4 separate regions of the Gossypium hirsutum genome follow, and all the other regions are linked to region 4. A link is a contact called in public Hi-C data. All regions are on one chromosome and are shown on one strand. Each heading gives the region's core, a stretch centred on a gene start, on an enhancer-like site or on the middle of the called end of the contact. The rest is flanking DNA. Distances are from core to core; before and after follow the strand shown.

Region 1 (2,955 bases), core at 98-2,597, 220 kb before region 4:
TATGTTCTTTCAAAAGATCATTATGGATGTGCTTCATGATGGTCGTTTTACCAACACCGCCCATCCCCCAAACCCCAATCTTACCCACCTCCTCTTGCATCAAACATTGCCAAATTTCATTTCTCACGGCTTTCTCACCAACTAGCTCTGATGTTGGCAGTGGCAACCCAACATTTGGACCATCAATGACAAGACTGTCGGAGACATTAGGAGCTTTATCAAGAAATGTCTGCATTTCTTGAATCTTTCTATCAACCAGCTTTCCATTGCAAGCACGGCAGAGATATCTCCCATTACTTACTTTATTTTCAACATCTTGTGCTTCCATAATCATCACTTTCACTTTTCCTATCCAATTTTCTACTTCCTTCTTTGGTATCTTCCCCACACAATGAAGAAGCTCTGCTTTCAATTGCAGCTCTATATCTTCCATTTTGCTACTCAATTCATCTCTGATTCTCTTAAAGTTTCTCACATAATCATTCAGCTTTCTGTGATATTGCAAGTATTTACAAACTGGAGTTCCGAGACAATTTGCAATACTAGCTGCAGGTTGTATGCACTCCATAGAATGTCCCTACAATCATATATGTATATTGTCATTCTTTCATGTATTATCATTCTTTCAACTTAACAATCATCAGTTTCAAAAGAACTTTGAGAAAAAGTTGGGAAAAAAATCATGTAAATAGATGCATGGACGGAAAAATAAAAACAACCAAGGAAAACAAACACAGCCCTGCAATCAAAGAATGGAAAGTAGAAATCACCGGACTTGTGGCTTGACAAATTAGAACTGAAAATAAAGTAGTGAACCAATCACACAAAGCTGCTATAGCAGTAGCAGATAACGTACGTACGTACATACAAACATACATAGATGGAATTGTAGGCTTAACCAGAACCAAGAGAGGTTCTGAAATAATCAAATATGTGAGATGTATTGGATTTTCATGAAGTTTTGATTCATTCAGATTTAACTCCAGATTTAAATCAACTGATTTTATCACAGTTGTTCGTATTTCATATTATGTGGCCCAAAATTAATAATCTTAGTGAAAGTGGGAAAGAAAACTATATAACCCAGACCAAGATAAAAGCAAAGAAAAGCATATCATGAATTAAGCAAGCAAACTTACAAACAACAATTGTACCTTCACTGGCTCGCTGACAACTTCTGCACGACCTTTGAGATTGAAACAAGGAAGAAATGATAACAGAGTTTTGGGAACACTAATAAAAACAACAGTAAGACGAAGACGAAAGTGAAAAGAAAAACAAGCAAAATTATGAGTCAAGTTTTACGGTCATGGCTGCCACTTTCATGGTAGGTTCCTCCTCAAAGGACAGAATCAACCGGCTACTTTATTGCTTTATACTGATCACACACGGCAATATAATTTTGGTCAACATATAGTCTAAACATAACGTTTAAGCATTTAAAATATATTAAAAAGGTTAAAATATGCTACTAGTCCTTGTACTTGTCTAGATTTTGAGATTTAGTCTATGTATTTTAAAAGTTAAAAAATTCAATCTCTTACTTTTTCAATTTAAAATTTATAGGTTCAATTATTATTTTTGTTGCTAATTTCCATCAAAATTTGTCAACTTAACATATTTATTTTCTATAAATTATATGCAACGTCATATGAAGATTATCTAATCAACATGCTAAATTGATAGATTTTAACGAGAATTACTGGCAATGTTAATGGTATGAATGAGTTTTTAAATGAAAAAAAGTAAGAGAATTTAATTTTTAACTTTTTAAGTATATAAATTAAAATTTAAATTTTATCAAAATACAGAGACTAACAACATAATTTGACCTATTAAAAACGTTTGAGAACAATTGGTGTCTCTATTTAATATTTACCAAGATATGTTAGGTGTTCTCTCATGAAATTCAATTCGAATGTAAGATTATTAGTGCAAGATTTAATTAGATGCCGGATAACATCATTTTAATATGTTCGAATGAAGATAAAAAAAGGGTAAATTTTACACATGGTCACTCTAAAATAGGGTCTGTTATATTTTATTTATTTAAAATTAAAATTTTCATTTACTTTTAACAGATTGTGGACATGAGACATTAGCTTATTGAGTAATTGATATGTAATATTTTTTGTTGACTTTTAACTAAAGTTTAAGGGAAAAAATTTTGGACCAATTATAGGGAGGTTTCTAAATTTTGGTCAATGCCTTTCACACCTTTGAATTCGGTGGCACTGTATTTCCTCAATTCCTTAATCAGAGCATTTTGAGCTCTAGTTGACAAAGCGAATTAAGGCGCAACATCGGCAACCCTCCAAAGGACATCCACTATAATGTGCAAAAGTTCATACCCCTCGCCCTCCTGATGGGGTCTCGTAGTTCTAGCTACTCTACATATACTGTTTTGATTACCACCCAGTGCATCACTGTCATAATCTTAAATTTTATGTAGTTTATCTTAAATTTTATTCTTTTATATTCTGTAAACCAAACTGAATAATGAGATGAAATCATCTGAATTTCTAAATTTTTGATTATCCCTTTTATCATTTGATAAATTCAATTAGTTAAATTATTTAAAATAAAAAATTAACTAATATTTATATAATTAAAATAAATTTTATAATATGAATTTATTTTGTAATGTGACGACATGATTATCTTTAGTATATATTATATTATAAAAATAATATACATACACTTTTAAGGACATATAATATATTAATTGTTATATAATTAAATTGTGAATGTATAATAATTATTATAACATTATGATATTACAACGTGCATTCTTGTATTAGTGATATGCGACCTAAATGTTAAGCATATAACTAATTTTATGATATACTATAATATATACAATTAGTATCATACAATCAAGGTATATTAGTTATGTATATTTAATATACTTGTATATAAAGTTACATATCAAATTCCATTTGGCATGTTGAGGGA
Region 2 (2,912 bases), core at 260-2,759, 180 kb before region 4:
CACCTTACGTAAGACCCTGCCTATAAATACCTCCAGGAACGATGAAGAAGGGATTGACTCTCCAAGGATATCAAGCCTACATTCTGCCAACTTGCCTTCACTCTTTATAACCTCCGGCTCTCCACCTCGACTAGGTAAACCGACCTCTGTGATAACCACCACTCTCTCCTCCATACCTCATCTTTGTTGTATCACTATATGAACAATATATAAATTGGTACCTCAACTTTTATAATGCCATTGATTAGTCCAAATATTATATTTGATTAGAATGTTGATATAACTTTTAAGAGTTGTAAACATTATTAAAATCATTTTTTTTAGTTACATGACTACGAAGTGAGTATTTTCTTTAAATTTCAAAATGTCATACTAACTAATTTAATAGAATAATTTTATATTGTTAAAAATTAGATATAAATTTTTAAATTAAAAAAATAAGACTAAATTCTTGAAAACAAAAATACAAAAATATTAAATGCCTAAAAATTTAGGTACCATTAAATCCATGACTGTTATGCTATGGTTTTGTGCCCAAGCAAAGAAAGAGGCAAATCCATATATCATATATGGATGTGTGTAGTTATTGGCCACAAATTCCAGAGAAAAACTTCAAACAAAGAATCTTCCCCATTGTACAAACAAAAGAATATCTTTAAAAAAACTTAGCAAGGGCCTTGAAATTTTTGAATGGTTATCAAAATTTGGTCCTCTCATATTTATCTACAAACAAGTGATTCATCAACAATGACACATTTCTTTCTCTCTTTTAATTTCAATGGTCCCACTAAAACTGATGATCTGGGTTTCCAAACTTCATTTTTGACCAATTGCAACTTCATAGAGACCCCACACTTAACTATTATTGAATTGGTTTTTACATTTTTAAGTCGGTAGTGATTTGTAAATTAATATTTTCAATATAATTCAATTAGAGATTTTAAAGGGTAACAAATAGTTAATGATTTATACATATAAATGGTAAAATTAAAGGGTAGTCATTTACAAGATAGTGATATATTTATATTATACATGTACACATTATGTATAAAAGAATCTACTTAAATAAAAAAAAATTTAAATTTCGATATGGATATCTCTTAATCACTAAAAACTCAACTAAAAGTTTATATTTGAGTTAACTCAAAAACTAGTTTCTAATGTTATTCACGTAGTGTTTAAATTTTTAATTACTTTTTTGAGTAACACATTTTGATTATTGTAATTAGTATAAAATAATTCTAGAACATGAGAAGAACATGAGATTTTATTTAATTAATTATTTTTTAAAGCATTTTGTTTGTGTTTTGGGTCAACTATGGTTATTTTATTCTTTTGTTAAATCTTAGCTACCCTTTTTATTATGTGGACCTTATTTTCTCATCTTTAAATCATCTCACCCACCAATCACACATAAAGTTATCACCTGTATAACATGTATCATAGTTAAGATACACCTTCATATGTTTCAAGAAAAAAGAGATCATACACCATCACAATCCCCGTACAAAGTATAAAATGAAGCCATTGTGGGCTTGAATCAAGAGCACTGCATAAAAGCATAAGGCTTACCGCATTGAATCGCCCCTAACGAAGTTATTCTCATATAAGAGACGGCTCTTTCCGACATCTGCAACGTTGGGGACACTAGAAACAACTATTACAAGTGGCTGTTGAAGTCTTTGTTAGTTGCCGAGGCATATCTCGGTCGACTCAACTCCACTCAGTCCGATCCATGGCGTCTCTTCACCCCACGATATCTCCTCAAAGCCTCCTTTCTTTAACAAAACCTCGAAAACCCATTTCGAGGCACCTCTCAGCTTCCTCATTAACCACCTCAAAACTGCCCGAGGGCCTTGCGTTCTCGGGAACCAAACAGAAAAACAAAAGGGAAAACTCGGTGGTGGTGGTGAAGTCATTAGCCGAGGAGCTTGACGTGATACCAGTTCAAAGTGAGGATGTTACAGATATACAAGAAGGAGTTGCGGTGAGTCAGGCGCCGAGAGAATCGTCAGGAGGAGAGTTAGTGACTCAAGTAGGTGGGTTTAGCAATGAAGGAATGTTATCTTTTGAAGGGGTTTCTTCTTCAGGTTCACCTTCAGGGAACGGATTTGGTGATGGACAAGGAAGTCAAGAGGAACTGGATAGGCTTATGGATAGAATTATTAATGCTACTATTGTTCTTGCTGCTGGTACTTATGCCATCACCAAGTTGCTTACCATTGATCAGAATTATTGGCAGGTGAGATTATATCTTCAATTTTACTTTCATTTTGTGGAAAATTGCATGATTTGGCTTAGGAAATTGAATGACTGGTTGCAAAATTCTTTGTATTGTTATTGTTATTGTATTTGTTATTCCCCTTTTGCTCTTTCAATTGCTGAATAATGCAAAAATATGTGATTAATCTAGATGTATGCTTGGCTCTTCATGCTTGTGCCATTATTGAGGGCTCTTGGATGAACTCAAGTAGTAGGTCCAGCTCGATTCCAGAGTTCGATTATAAGCTTGTGCATGTGTGGGTGTGTGACTTTGAATTTGTATTGTATAAAAAAAATATTGCTCTTGGATGTTTTAGTAGCTGGAGATTTTTTAACGAAGAAGATCTTAATCTTATTGTGTTTGATATGCTTATGTACCACATATGCATATAGCACTGGTATTTCATAATGAATTTGGCCTGCAACTTACAAAGAACTGGAAATTTTACGTCTTTGGGTTATAGGGATGGACTATTTATGAGATAGTAAGATATGCACCTCAACACAATTGGAGTGCTTATGAAGAAGCTTTGAGGACAAACCCTGTTTTAGCGAAAATGGTTATCAGTGGAATTGTCTATTCTATAGGGGATTGGATTGCGCAAGTAAGTTTATGTCATCGAAGAAATACTTTTCGATCTTTAGTTTTC
Region 3 (2,869 bases), core at 363-2,862, 180 kb after region 4:
GAGTTGTCGCCTTTCCGTGGTGAAAGCAATTAGTTCTCTTCACCGACACTCTCTTCGCCATCAATTTTGTCATGTTATTACGATGAAGACAATATTAAATATACAATCAATACTGTCTATAATAATAAATAAATAATTTTATATATCAATTTAAATTTAATGTAATTTACACATAAAATATTTTAATTATATACATAAAATTTTAATATTTATTTAATTATATTTATTTAAAGAAATAAATATAGTAATTTATTATTGATTGGATCTTAACTTAGTTAATATTGACATTATTGTCAAAATAAAAGAATATAATTTCGAGCGCGTTAAAGTGTATTTATCTTTTTATTTAAATCTCGTGGGGAGGTGATTATCTTAAAGAATTACTTTTTGTTAAATCTATATTTTGTAAAATAAAAAAATAGGTAAATTATACTCAAAGGTCACTAAATTATTAGTAAATTTATATTTTGGTTATTCAATTTCAACAATTTTAACAAGTTTTCATTTAAGTTGTTAGGTTGTAAAATCGCTATATGACATTCTCTATTTACACCAATTACACAAATCAAAAGCTCTTTCATTCCCCTTCTCTTCTACAATTAACTTTTTTTTTTATTAAATAGTTTTGAACGTTACAAATTTGTGAGTTAAAATCCAAATAATTTTCTTCTCTGATCTCTAATACTAACCATTAGGACTACTTAGATTTAGGATATTCTATTCTACGCACCAATGGGTATTGATTCACTGTACTGATAGTCGAATCATCTATTGGAGCTTACTAGATAAATTAAAAAAAAAACTTAACAGCTTAATGACTTAAATGAAATCTTTCGAATAGTTTAATAATTATTTTGTAATTTTTTAAAATTAAATAATTAAAACATAATAATCATCAAAATTCATTAAATTTTTGGAATGAGAAAAGATGTTTTCTAATTTAATTTAAAATTGAAAAACAAAACATACTTCTATTTTAGTGGGTATCAATTCTTCGTCATGAACAATGGAATCACCCTTTCCGTTTCGTGCAATACAAGCTGTAGATGTTGGTACCTCATGCTGCAAAATGTTGTACGCCCAGGGCTTCCAAAAAAGGCAGTTAATTATAGCGGGTATTTATTCCCTTTCTTGAACCCTCCTAAAATTCCCCTCCCAACTGCCTTTGCTTTCCCAATAAGCATCCCTTCAGTAATTTACAACCTATTTTTATTCTCTTAATAATAAATTTAGCATTTTAATTTTTTTTATTAATTTAGTTCTTATTTTTTAAATTAATTTTATATTTTATTTGGTTAAATTTTTTATAATTTTTAAATTATTTATCGATGTAATATATAAAAAAATAATATTATATCAACATAAAATACACGTGAATTATCATATATCTTGTCATACCAACATTGTTAAAAGAATTAAATTTTAATCAATATTTTTGTTAAAAAAATAATTTGACATTTTTAAAAAAATTAATAATCTAATTTAATTAAAAAAATAAGAATCAAATTGACAGAATATATAAATATTATGAACTAAATTTGTCATTATAATTTTTTTAAATATTAATATATAAAATCGAAATAAATAATTTTTTTTCTTTTTCTTTTGACAAAGAGGGTGAAAACACATTTTCAAAGTTAAGGTGATGTGTCAGTTTCTTATTGAAATTACATTTTTTAAAAAATACATATTTTTTCTTCAAATTTAATCATTTGCCTTGCTTGTTCAATAATATAGTGTTTTTTCTGTATATTTAGCTACAAGGGGAGTTTGAAGAAGAGAAAGAACAAAGCAAAAGGAAAAATAGAAGAAGCCTTTGTTTGGGGTTCTTCAACTTAGCTTTCCATATATTCATCCATGGCTTCTAAGCTTCTTTTGATTGCTGTATTTGTTCTTGATCTCATTGCTTTTGGTTTAGCTGTTGCAGCTGAGCAAAGAAGAAGCACTGTAAGTTTGCTAACTTTCCCCTTCACTTTCTTTTATGGATTTGGTTGTTTTGGTTCACAATTAGTTCATACGATTTCTGGGTATACTGAAAGTTTGCAACCTTTTTTTTCCTGGAAATCGAAGGAAAATGAAAGAAAGTGAGTCCTTTTGTTTGAAAAAAAGCGGTAAATCTTGATTTTAGCTTTCTGGGTTTTTTGTTTCATGTAAGAATTTTCTGGGAAAGAAAAGAAACACTGTATTCAAGCTTGATCTTTTGTGTGTCTGTATATATACACATACACATACACATACACATACACATACACATACACATACATATATATGTATTCTCTTTCTGCTAATCAAATAGTAACGGAAATTGATTTCATCATTTTTATAATTCTCAATTGTGTATGAACTTCACCAGATCTCAGCTGAATTTCTATAAAAATAGTAGATCTGAGTTTATGGTTTTTATCCTCTGTCACTAACTTAAAAAAGGTGCCTGGTCCCCTTGGTTAAATTGTGCAACTTTAACTTTAGCCGCACCAAAATGTTAATAATTCAATTTAATCCCTTTGTTAGATTGAAATTTTACATTTTTGCTCCTTTCAAAAAGTTAAAAAATCAATTAAGCCATTTTAATACAGAACTTTTATAAATTCTTTAGCTTTTTGAACCCCAAACTTTTATAAATTTACCCCATCACATTGGCTTTTCACCCCAGGGTCTAATGGAAGAACTAGTCTTTGCTAGATTTAGAAGCCAAACTGTTTCATCTTTTGAAACAATATTTTATGATCTAATCGGTGATGTTGACTAAATTATTGACAACCAAGCTTCAAGATCTTGCTTTTTGTTTATTGTACCCTATATGATAGTTTAATATAAAGTATGATAGCTGATCTTCTAACACCTTCTAGTATTCTAATAAATAATCAAA
Region 4 (2,979 bases), core at 29-2,528:
TCAACAAATCAATTTTATTTCAAGTTCCAAACTCTAGTAGAAAGCCCATGAAGATGCTAGAGAGATCCATGGCCCAAGCCAACATTCCAAATGTAAAGCCATTCAAATTTTTTAAGGCCCATATATGCTTTTCCTCAAAATTCCCTATGTTATAATTCAACAAACATTAACCTTGTTCATGTTAATTTTCGTTTTCTTGAAAAATGGATAAATATAGAAGAAAATAAGTTTGGCTAAAAATTTTAAAAATAATTTTAGAAAATGAAAATATCTGAAAAAATGATAAAAAAATATTTTTCACTGATTTCACTAAAAATATTTTGTAAAAATGAAAATAAAGTCTCTTAACTTTAAACTAAATTGAACATGGTTCAAACCTATGTAAAAAAAAAAATTTCAACAGTTTTTTAAATGTTAATCTGGTACCTTAATTTAAATTCATATAAATGTAATTTTTTTTAATTTTAATTCTCATATTTCTATTATAAAAAAAGGTTAACAAACATTTTTTCATGTTTTCATTATCGGAAATAAATTTTTATTTATCAAACATGTTTTTCAAAATAGAAAATATTTTAAGAAACTAAATGGTGTCGTAAATACATTAATAATAGATGTCTATAACCCCGTCAAACTCTCATTGAACTTAAGACAATCTTTTTTGTCATTTTTTATAATCACGACAATATTTTTGGTTTATCTCATAAATTCAAAATTTCCCATTTTCCTCCACCATCATCTTTAAGAAGGATTGTAAACAAAATATTTGACTATAAAAGATTCACTTGAATTGTGTAATAGTTTAAAAGAAAGATATGACCATCAGAAAATGATAATTTTACCAAAAGCTCGTTATAATTGGATGTACTTTGAGTTTGCAAGATTATAAAACAGTAAGTGAGTATAATTCTACAATATTTAAGGCAAGTTCTTAATTAAAATTATGTGAAGAGAAAATAACTGAAGGGGACTTATTGGAGAAAACTTTCTCAACTTTTCACGCATCTAATGTGCTTCTGAAGCAATAATATTGTGAAAAGGGTTTTAAGAAATACTCAAAATTAATCTCATACCTTTTAGTGGCTGAGCAAAATAACGAGCTATAATGAAAAATAATGAAAGCAATCCTACTGGTTTTGCTCCATTCCCAAAAGTGAATGCAACAATACACAATAATTATAGAAATAAAAGAAATCGCAATCATGGTCGTCGTCGTGATCGTGGCCATGGCCATGGACATGGTTGAGGACGCTGTAATATCGCTATCAAGGTGCTAACATTTATTATGACCACCAAAAGAAAAATAAAAGAGAATACAAAGAGAAATGTGATGGTCCATGCAATCCTTCAAAGGGCACTGAAAATTTGTGCCATCAATTTGGTTTGAGTGAGCATTAGTCATGTACCTATCATACACATGAACATCTTGTAAAGTTTTATCAAGCTACCATCCAAAGGAAAAGAAAGAGAATTGAAACAAATTTGGCTTTATCTAAATGATATTATAGAGGCTAATTTTGCTCATAATGATAATAGTTTTAAAAACTTTGTTGATATGACCCATATTGCTGTAGAGGATTTCTTTGAGCCTAGAAATCAAGAATTTTAAAATATGTAATAATATTTTATATTTTTTTATGATTTTATAATTTTTGTTATTCATGCTTGGTGTGACTTTAATATGCTTTTAGTATGTTTTGTTATAATTTTTAGTGTTTACAATATTGCTTATGATGTTTTGTTTTACCGGAGAATATGGATCTTTTGCTTGAAACCATGATTAAGAATGAAGACACATGTCTTGCAGATAGTGCTACAGCGTATACTATGCTTAAAAATAGGAAATATTTCTCTTAATTGCAAGCAATGAAAATGTCAACATTGTATCTAATAGTGCAAAATTAATCGAAGGCTCTCGAAGAACTATGATATTATTACCCTAATGGATAATGTTTATTATAAATGATGCATATTCATTCATAAACACAATCTTCTCAACTCATCACATACACAATCAAGTATATTTTTCTTTTAAATATATAGCCCTGTCACCACATGTCACATTTCAAAAGTGAGCGTTTTACGATTGTTTACTAATATAGGTTGTCTTTCTATATTACGATTTGTCCACGTAATACTGTTTAATATTATTTAAATGTTAAATAATCAATGAACCAATATTTTCTTTCATCTTGCATTGCATGCAAAAACTGTTGAAATTATTAAAGTAATATATTTAAAAAATTACAAGTACATAGTTGAAAAAAATTATACCAAGGGCATTAGATCCCAACATGCACCTCGTGCATTGTGGTTTGTTTTAAATCAACATCATCTGGCACACATAGTCTACCTCTTAAACACAATCCACCATCGCCATCCAATCCAAAATCAATCGAGTAATTCTATTCAATATGTTTGACTCTAACCATCAATTTCTAATTGCTTAACTACTTCTTTTTGATCCAGTCAGATAAAGGTTGGTTTAATCTGAAGCCCAGCTAACAAACTTCCCACTTCCAAAACTTCGAGTTTAGCATTCATCACTCTAAGGACTACAAAATCGAAGGTTTCGAGTTAAGAATCTATCTTAAGCAATCTTTTAAGAAAATTAAGGGTAAAGTTTATGATTTCATTACCTGCAAGGTATTCCATCTTAAGCGCATTAACGACTACATTTGCTTTATCGAAAACAGTACTTTTTATTTATAAGAGGAGTGACTGAGTTTTGGTGTCACTTCCAATTTTTTATGTAAGCTAAGTCTACTTTTTTTTTATTACTCAACAATTCTTTTTCTTAATGATCATGTAATTACAAAAAAATATTTTACAACTACCAATTTTTTTAAGTGGGATCTAAAGTAGTGTTTGGTGCTTTATCATGTTAATTATAGTAGAATCTAATTCTTTATAATGTAATTAATGATAATGTGATTGATGAGAAAAATTATTTTACAATGTTTGGTATATACTGAAAGT

Evidence for each region. Hi-C and Micro-C count contacts between places; a contact is called where the count stands out from the background.
Region 1: a contact with region 4 is called in a Hi-C map of leaf, with 2.7 times the contacts expected there. The contact joins the promoter of LOC107952155 here to the enhancer-like site in region 4. A contact is called at or near these places in 2 of 34 Hi-C or Micro-C datasets (callus and leaf).
Region 2: a Hi-C map of leaf shows a contact between it and region 4, with 2.5 times the contacts expected there. The contact joins the promoter of LOC107952157 here to the enhancer-like site in region 4. A contact is called at or near these places in 3 of 34 Hi-C or Micro-C datasets (hypocotyl and leaf).
Region 3: a Hi-C map of leaf shows a contact between it and region 4, with 2.4 times the contacts expected there. The contact joins the promoter of LOC107948640 here to the enhancer-like site in region 4. A contact is called at or near these places in 3 of 34 Hi-C or Micro-C datasets (all in leaf).

What each region holds. Positions count from the first base shown.
Region 1 is chrA04:5,402,201-5,405,155 of Gossypium_hirsutum_v2.1, forward strand. It overlaps LOC107952155 (probable disease resistance protein At1g61300), which reads right to left and starts at 1,348. Exons shown (of 3, transcript XR_005925405.1): 1 at 1,155-1,348; 2 at 1-577.
Region 2 is chrA04:5,433,647-5,436,558 of Gossypium_hirsutum_v2.1, forward strand. LOC107952157 reads left to right here and starts at 1,510. Exons shown (of 8, transcript XR_005925406.1): 1 at 1,510-2,242; 2 at 2,727-2,867.
Region 3 is chrA04:5,801,545-5,804,413 of Gossypium_hirsutum_v2.1, forward strand. It overlaps LOC107948640, which reads left to right and starts at 1,613. Exons shown (of 3, transcript XM_016883262.2): 1 at 1,613-1,947. The coding sequence starts at 1,858.
Region 4 is chrA04:5,618,188-5,621,166 of Gossypium_hirsutum_v2.1, forward strand. No RefSeq gene overlaps it. Among protein-coding and RNA genes, the nearest start is that of LOC121227885, 27 kb to the right of the region's middle. Within about 2 kb of position 1,279, at least 1 of the 9 cell types and tissues checked has an H3K27ac peak or open chromatin away from gene starts, as enhancers often do. A contact at or near this core is called in leaf, where this site is marked.